2 separate regions of the Triticum aestivum genome follow, and region 2 is linked to region 1. A link is a contact called in public Hi-C data. All regions are on one chromosome and are shown on one strand. The core of a region is the stretch at or near the end of the contact, and the rest is flanking DNA. Distances in the headings are between cores, read along the strand shown. Region 1 holds the start of LOC123189442. Region 2 holds the start of LOC100136966 (MADS-box transcription factor 27).

The links. A called contact is a pair of places that touch in the nucleus more often than the background predicts.
Region 2: a Hi-C map of leaf shows a contact between it and region 1, with 3 times the contacts expected there. The contact joins the promoter of LOC100136966 here to the promoter of LOC123189442 in region 1. A contact is called at or near these places in 4 of 5 Hi-C or Micro-C datasets (leaf, root and an unstated tissue).

Annotation. Positions count from the first base shown.
Region 1 is chr2A:563,465,138-563,469,252 of IWGSC CS RefSeq v2.1, forward strand. It overlaps LOC123189442, which reads right to left and starts at 2,865. Exons shown (of 6, transcript XR_006495850.1): 1 at 2,624-2,865; 2 at 2,253-2,351; 3 at 1,392-2,156; 4 at 844-1,162; 5 at 552-773.
Region 2 is chr2A:563,843,800-563,847,870 of IWGSC CS RefSeq v2.1, forward strand. LOC100136966 (MADS-box transcription factor 27) reads left to right here and starts at 1,330. Exons shown (of 8, transcript XM_044601863.1): 1 at 1,330-1,710; 2 at 2,297-2,375. The coding sequence starts at 1,529.

The DNA.
Region 1 (4,115 bases), core at 1,615-4,114:
TCTATATTATGGGGAATCAACACATGCAAATTGAATGTGTCTGCTTGTGCTTTAGCTAAGCAATTGGTTTTAATGCACTTGCCAGTGAGCTTTTCAGTCGTGGGAGTTGTCTTTTTGATACTTGTTGTGTGTTGACCATATCTCAACGATAACTTTGTTCCCAAACTATTGTAGATGCACTTATGTCTTTTCTATGCCATTTGCTTCTTGACATGTCGATTTGTGCAATCATATATACATTGAAGCAAACCCATAGTTACGTATTGGGTTTAAACCCACGGTTATGTATTGGGTTTAAATTAGTTTGGGTGGAAAAAATAGAGGGTTTAGTTTTGGTTGGGCTGAAAATGGCATTAAACGGGTATGGTTCAAGTATGGTTTTGAGAGATACATGTACGGGTATGGTTCAAGTATGGTTTAGGTATGAAACCATTCTCAGATTTAGTTATCATATATCAAACCTGTGTTATCATATATCAATCCGAGACGAAAATCACAATGATGTAGTATTGCCCATTTAAATAATTAAGGTAACATGTTGGTGGTCTAACCAGATGAAGTTTGCGAGGCAGATGATGTAGGCAATTGGACATTCACCCCGGCAGTTGCTGCTTTCCTTGCGAGTCGGGCCATCTTCTGTTTGTGTATGTACTCAGCTCGCCGCTCGTCGGATAGTCCAGCATACCAACTTTGTGGACTTCTTTTTTTGCCTGCAATATTGTTTTGGTGAAGATGAGCAGTACCCGCGGAGCTTGCCGCCGTACATACTGCAACTGTCATGTAGGAGGAGATTCAGATATGTACATGCATCAATGCATTAGGACACAAAATGGGAGCACATACCATCTATATGTGTGTTGGTGATGTTGCTCAAAGGGACAAATTGCTCAGACCCCACAGAAGAAGCATGTTCTTGTGATACCCGGGCATGGTTTACACTTTGTACGGCTGCAGTCTTCTTCTCACGCCAGGCGACACGACGCTTCTCGAGGAGCTCTGCTTTCTTTTCATCAGACAATCTGGTGTACCATGATTGGTTACCTTTCTGTCGAGCAGCAGAACTACTCTCTGCATTTGCATTTAGAGGTGAGTTTGTTACATCCAGTGACGGGGCACGTTCGCTTGAGGCAAACCGACGTGCATTTGGATTTTTCTTCCCCATCTGAAAACACAAATGTTTGAGAAATGACAAAGAATCAAGGGATTTCTGAAGAACTTTATTGTTTGTAAACAAATTGCAAGGTCAGATGGAAAGCCAAATATCAAATCACCATTGAAAATAGTACATATAGGTTACCACTCTAGGAAAAATAACAGCGTACATGATCTATGAACAGATTCAGAGAATTAAAACATGACAAAAAATCGTAGATATTGGCTGTGGGGTGTACCTTCAAGTGATCAGAGAAGGTTTACGCAACAATACACATGGTGTGGAGCACCTATATCTCGTATACTAACTTCACACCTCACTACTTCTCTGAAATACAACCAAAGAAAATTTTAAGTCGAAGTATCTTATCAAATCTGAAATTTTCAGCATGAAAATACTACTAAGATCGCTATTAAAAAAATTTAGACGAAGTGTATTGACAAAACTGCAATTTACAGCATGAAAAGACTACTAACATCACTCCCGCTGCACCTATCTGCAAATCCGACAGGAACAAAAATCAGAATGGCACACTACCAATACAGATGATGTGGATATTCTTCATCTCGTATACTAACTTCACACCTCAATATTTCTCTGGAATACAACCATAGAAAATATTAAGTCAAAGTATCTTATCAAATCTGAAATCTTCAGCATGAAAATACTACTAAGATCACTATTAAAAAAATTAAGCCGAAGTTTCTTGCCAAACCTGCAATTTACAGCACGAAAAGACTACTAAATCAGAGTTGGAAGGACAAATATGAAATCACCGTTGAAAAGGTTAGTTTGGGTTCCTTCCGATGTTGATCCGCCACTCGATTTCCACTTTTGAAATTTCAGGGCAAGGTGTTTCGTGAGTGCATGAGGAATACAAGGGGATATTGAGTCAGAGAACACAAATCCACAACCCCACAGCCAATATCTCAGTTTTCTTCCTCCATCCCCTTCACTTCTTCAGCGACAGAAGCGAAGAGTACATCAAACTAAAGAAGACCACCTAGAGGAGCAGCGTGACAAATTTTAAACGACTATAAAACAAAAGAAGACAGAGTCTGAAACATTTTTGCTATGTGCATGAGGCAGTCATAATTACACATGTCTTCTAGGTGTCAGGGATCAGTTTGCTCTGACAGGAAGCTGCATATGGAAGATGTTGGGACCGGCAAAGGTTGATGTGTTTGTCTGCATACTTCTTTGTAACAAAGAGGTGTCAGTTTGCTTGATCACTTCTATGCTAATATGATGACTAAAGTACAGATTTTGTGGGATCATATGTGCAATGTGTTCATCAGGTAGAGCTTACACCTAAGGGCAGGATCATATGTTGTTTATATATTATCTATAAATATCTGTCAGCCATATTCTGTTTGTAGCTGTACAGAAGTTGCATACAAAACTATTTGTATATGAGAAAAGAAAAACAGTGCTTTAAAAATTAACTTATGTGTACAGCTTATGGGTCACCTGATCCTCCTCCGCAGGGTAGGGGCAGCGGATGGGGGGCGACGGCCGCGGGCGGTGGGGGTGTCCGGCAGAGGGCGGTACGACCACGGGGGGATCTACGGCAGCGAGGCGGGCGGTCTCCGGCAGTGAGGCGGGCGGCGGCAGCCGGCGGATCGGGGGCAGGGCGGCGGCGGCCGGCGGATCGGGGGCAGGAGCTTGCGCGGCCGGGCGAGCGGGCGGCAGACTCCGGCGGGTCGGGGGAAGGAGCGTGCGGCGGCGGACGGGCGGGAGGAGCAGCCAGCGGGCGGGCGGGGGCGGCAGCGGACGGGCCAGCGCGCGGGCGGGGGCGGCAGCGGACGGGTGTCGGGTGTCGGGGGAGATGGCGAGCGGTTACGACGGGAGGGGCGGCACCCGGGTTTTGGGCTGAGATGGCGTGTGCGCTCGCGTGGGGGCGTACAGTGTTTTTGTCTAATCGTGTTTTAGTAGCTAATCTGAACCGTGTAGACGTGATTAGATGGCGGCGAGGTTGTAGGGAAAGAGGTGGGGCGAGGCGCGGGGTGTGGCTGGCGGTGAGGCATGGGCAGCGGTTTTGGTTTTGTTCCTGCGTGATGAAAGAGGAGAGGATTAAGGTAATGGCATGGTGGATAATTAATTAAACATAATGGCATGATGGGTAATTAAAGCATAAAACGTGTTTGGTGTTTTGAAGCGATGTAGACCATCAGATTGTAGGTTTGGATGGATAGGATGATTTGGTTCTTCGCCCTCTCTTTCTTTTATAGGGGTAGTAGATAAATTAATAAAATTCACGAAATTAAAAATACCCACGAATTAAAAGATATTTTTTTGAAAATATCATGGTTCGAAAACCGTTAATAGATTTTAAAAATACTAATCAATCTTAAAAAATGTTTACAAGATATTCATGGATTTAAAAATATTAAAATTTACTTTTTTGAGAAAATATTTAAGATTACTTGGGCTACACTACGAACACACACGAGCACATTTACTTGGGTTGTTGGGCCGTCGTTGTCTGTCACGCGCCCACGTGGAACCGGGCCGCGAAGAGATGGGTGTTGGCTCATGTCAACTCCAATTTGACAGTTTCCGGTGCTATTTATAGGCTTAACGGTAGAACCAGTTAACGCATCCTAGACTAGCGACTTGAAATGGGATGGCCCATCAGAAAGCATAGCTTCCGGTTTTAGGAAGTTTCTGGAAATTTCTGGTCATTTTGTTTTTTCTTTTCTTACGTTTCTACTCCCTCCGTCCCATAATATAAGATCGTTTTTGATACTACACTAGTGTAAAAAACGCTCCTATATTATGGGACGGAGGGAGTAGTTTGTTTGGGACGAGTTTTTTCTTTTTTTCTCAAATTTATTTACTTTTTTTGGAAACCTTGAACAATTTTCAAATTTATCAAATGTTTCACAAATTGTGACCAAAAATTCAAATCCATGATTTATTTTCAAATTTCTGAACTTTTCTCAAAAAATCAAGAGCAGTT
Region 2 (4,071 bases), core at 80-2,579, 380 kb after region 1:
TGTTTAGATTTTTTTGTAATATTCATAAAATAATTTTATAAAATTTTGCTTTCCTGCAATTAATTTTGATATTGTTTGCTTTTTAGTTTCAACATGTAATCTTTCTGTGCAATTTTTGTTCAAACTAGTTGACTTAAGGGACTAAACTTTCCTTTTAAGCAATAGTCGATACACCAAAAATATTATTATTTTCACTCATATAATAAAATGGTCTCTTACGTTATATTATTCATTTACTTATGATGAGTAGCCATAATTTTCTGCATGTTGCTTGAATTGCTAAAATGCCTTGTGTGCATGGTCTTTTGTAGTGTACATGTGCTAGGAACACATTTATCATTTCTGTGGAGCTCGCCTGAGAATGTATTTAACCATGAAACTTTACAAAACAAGTACAGTATGCATCCATAGATATGTGTATATTTTTTTCCAGAACTTTTTGAAACCCCAAAAAAACAGATTTTTTATTTTTTTCAAAAATCGGACTCGATGATATCGGGAGCCAAGCGCAGTTTCCCATATATCCACCATTACTATTTGCGCGATGCAATATACAAAATTAAATATATTGTTTGCATGCCACACAATCTTAGGTTAGCCATAGCGCGAGTAACATAAAAGTAGGTACAATAGCATGCTTATAACTCGCTTACATGACGATTTGACTATGTGGAGAAGAGAGGTATAAAAAAGTAATAGGAGTGTGGGCTCTCATGCAAGAGTCCAGCTATACGTGTACTTTTAGAGAAAAGGCATACGCTCGACTTTATAAATAAAGCCACCAGGCAAAGTCCACATGCACGACAACACCATAACAATACAATAAATGTGAAGAAGAGAAAAGGAAAAGGTTAAAAAAAATACTAATGTAATAGCCAGCCTATGATACCTACATTGTTACCTGCATCACATATTAATAACATAGACTAGTGTCACGAAACTAATCTAAATTATTAGTGTCGTAGACCATTTGTAGAGTTACATGTAGCCGCATTCTCCCGCTTCGTTCTCTTTTCTCCACCCCACTAAAGAAATCAAGGTGGCGTCTCTTTACAGACAGCCTCATATCTTGACTTGTCCCTAAATGGCATCCAAGGTATTTAAATAAAAGTTTATATCTACTACTGTACAATGCCTTGCTTTACCTTTCTTGCGTGCAACCAATTTGGGCATCCTTTCCAAGATGGCCCATGCCCCCATAATTATCATCAGTTGTTTAACATTTACAATAAACTAACCTATCTTACGATCCTAGCCAATCGGGGGGTATCTTTCCCCTTCCATTTCTTTGCTAATTTAAGGAAGTTGAGCAACTAAAGGAAAGACAAGTTGCAGAGGCACCAGCAGAAGACTCCTCTCCCCCTTCCTCTTCCTCTCACCCCCTCCAATCAGCCTATCTGGGAAACCTGGGAACTTTCTCCTTCCAGAGCTCCGGCAGCTAGATCCACCCAGCTTATCTATTTCCATCGCCCTCTTGCTCTGCACCGGGTAGCTTAGCTTGTCCTCTGCGTGTGGGAGGTAGTTGAAGATGGGGCGCGGCAAGATAGTGATCCGGCGGATCGACAACTCCACGAGCCGGCAGGTGACGTTCTCGAAGCGGAGGAACGGGATCTTCAAGAAGGCCAAGGAGCTGGGTATTCTCTGCGATGCCGAGGTCGGTCTCGTCATCTTCTCCAGCACCGGCCGCCTCTATGAGTACGCCAGCTCCAGGTCAATGGATTCCATTGCTTCAGTTTGCTTTCCCATTTTAGTAGAAATACGCGCTACTTTGATCATGAAAACTAGATGCTTGTTTTGTTGATTAGCTTCTGGTGCCTGTGATTTCACCTTTGAAAGCTTATTTAAATTTTTGAGAAAACTTTTCGAAAATATGTTTGTGCTTATCTGCAAAGGCCACCAACCATCAAGAGTACAGCTACAACATATGCGTACAGCGGCCTTGAGTAAGAAGAATACTATGGCAAATTGTTTCCTTTTAGGATCAGCTTAAAAAATTGCACATCTTTTCTTTATTCTATTTACCCTCTATCTAGCATCTTTATGTATTACTGTTCTCCATGCATTTCTAAGCTTGATCCTAGCTACACACTCAAATGAAGAGAATACGTATCTCCTCGTCAAAATGAAGTAATATAGATCTAGGGTTTTCTGGTATTATGTGGGAAACATGTTCACCTCAAACATCACATGAGTACAGTAATTGTTTGTAAATCACATAAGAGTCTGTTCTTATTGGTGTGTATGTGTTTTTTTTTGTGGGTCCTTATTGGTGTGTTGTTCGATCAAATTCTTGCAGCATGAAGTCAGTGATAGATCGATATGGCCGAGCCAAGGAGGAGCAGCAACTTGTTGCAAACCCCAACTCGGAGCTTAAGGTAAGCCTTGTAGACCTTAGATAAACAATTCTTCGTCATGTAAAGCTGCTGCTGTTTCCTACTGGTTCATTAGTTATATTGGTTTTCAGTAGTTTACCTCTTTACTACAATAATCCCCCCCCCCCCTCCCCCCCCTCTTTGCGCGTCGGTCTCACTAGTTACAACAAAGTAAAAGTTTTTAAACAGGCTCAGGAAACAAGTTAGATAAGACACAAACAGCAAGGTAAATTGTCTTTCTAGCATCCATAAACTGCATGCAAGAACAAGAGAGCAAATGCTGCTACAGTTAGGATGTAAATTCAGGGATCAAAATACTAAATTAAACTGAAAGGACGTTCATCAATATTCATGCATGTATGAGTTGGCAATGAGTTGGTGTCTACTGTGGTTAGTTTTATCTTTAATTTTCTTAGTGAATAGATGCAATGTGTACTTTTGCTTTTCATTTGTACAGAAGTGTTGTATGTGTGCGCGCGAGATAAGGTGTCTTGATCATGCTGAGCGTTCAGCTATAACTACGATGCAAACGCCAGCTTTGGCATTATTTCGTTGGCGGTAGAGATTTATATATATATATATATATATATATATATATATATAGTTAAGGAAGTTCAGAATGTGTGCACCCAGTACATTTGAAGAATGGGTAGTTATATAAGGAAGCTCAGAATGTATGCGCGCAGTAGACAGTTTCAATAATGGGTAGTTATGTTACTTGTTCGTCACTACGGCCTTCATAATCATGTTGTGAATTACAACAACTAGCTAATTAAAGCGATAGAGGTAAATCAAATGGTACATAGTGCCACGGACCAAGTTCAACAGAATCGTGGGTATATACATAGCTATATGGAAAAAGGAAATATACAAAGTAAGGGACTTATTCCTTCTCAAGATTGCTTGAAATAGCTAGGGCGCCACTTCAAGCATGTCTAAACTGGACAGAGTTATAGCAAGTTAATTACGAGCCTGCTGAATAGTCAACAGTTGCTATGTTTGGACCATTATTGCATGTAGTAAGAATGATGTTTCATGCTACTTGGGTGTTCTGATTCCCTTTAGCGGAAAATTAGTACTAGATGCAAATCGTTGATGGCCAGGACATCTGGCTTGTTATTACATTTCCGAGGAATTGGAATTGGAGAATGTACTCCCTCCATTCCAATGAATAAGGTGTCATGCTTCCCAAAATTTAACTTTGACCATAAATTAGATTAATAATGTATATTTTTGTGACTTAAAAAATATACTATTAAAAACTTCTTTTCAATATGAATTCAACAGTATACTCTTTATCACATATAATCCACATGTGGTTTGTCTAATTTATGGTCAAAGTTGAATTTTCAGATGTTGTGCGCCTTGTTCACTGGAATGGAGCGAGTAATTGTATAGGGAACTGGGCTTAGATCTAAGAAAAAGATGAGGTGACATTGTAATAAAGGATCAAAGAGGAGATTCTAGTACCATATTATGATGCAATATCATAGCGCATCAAACGAGATAATGAAATAAGAAATACATCATATCCACAACTTTGTATTGGGATTTTTCAAAGGAATAAGTGAATTGGCAATATGATACTAGTGTATAATACTATCATATTTCATACACTAGTACCATGATGTTGTGCATTGTGAGTGGCCTTAGCTCTCGACTGATGGGTGTGGGAGTATATTGGTTGCGGTACTGAGCT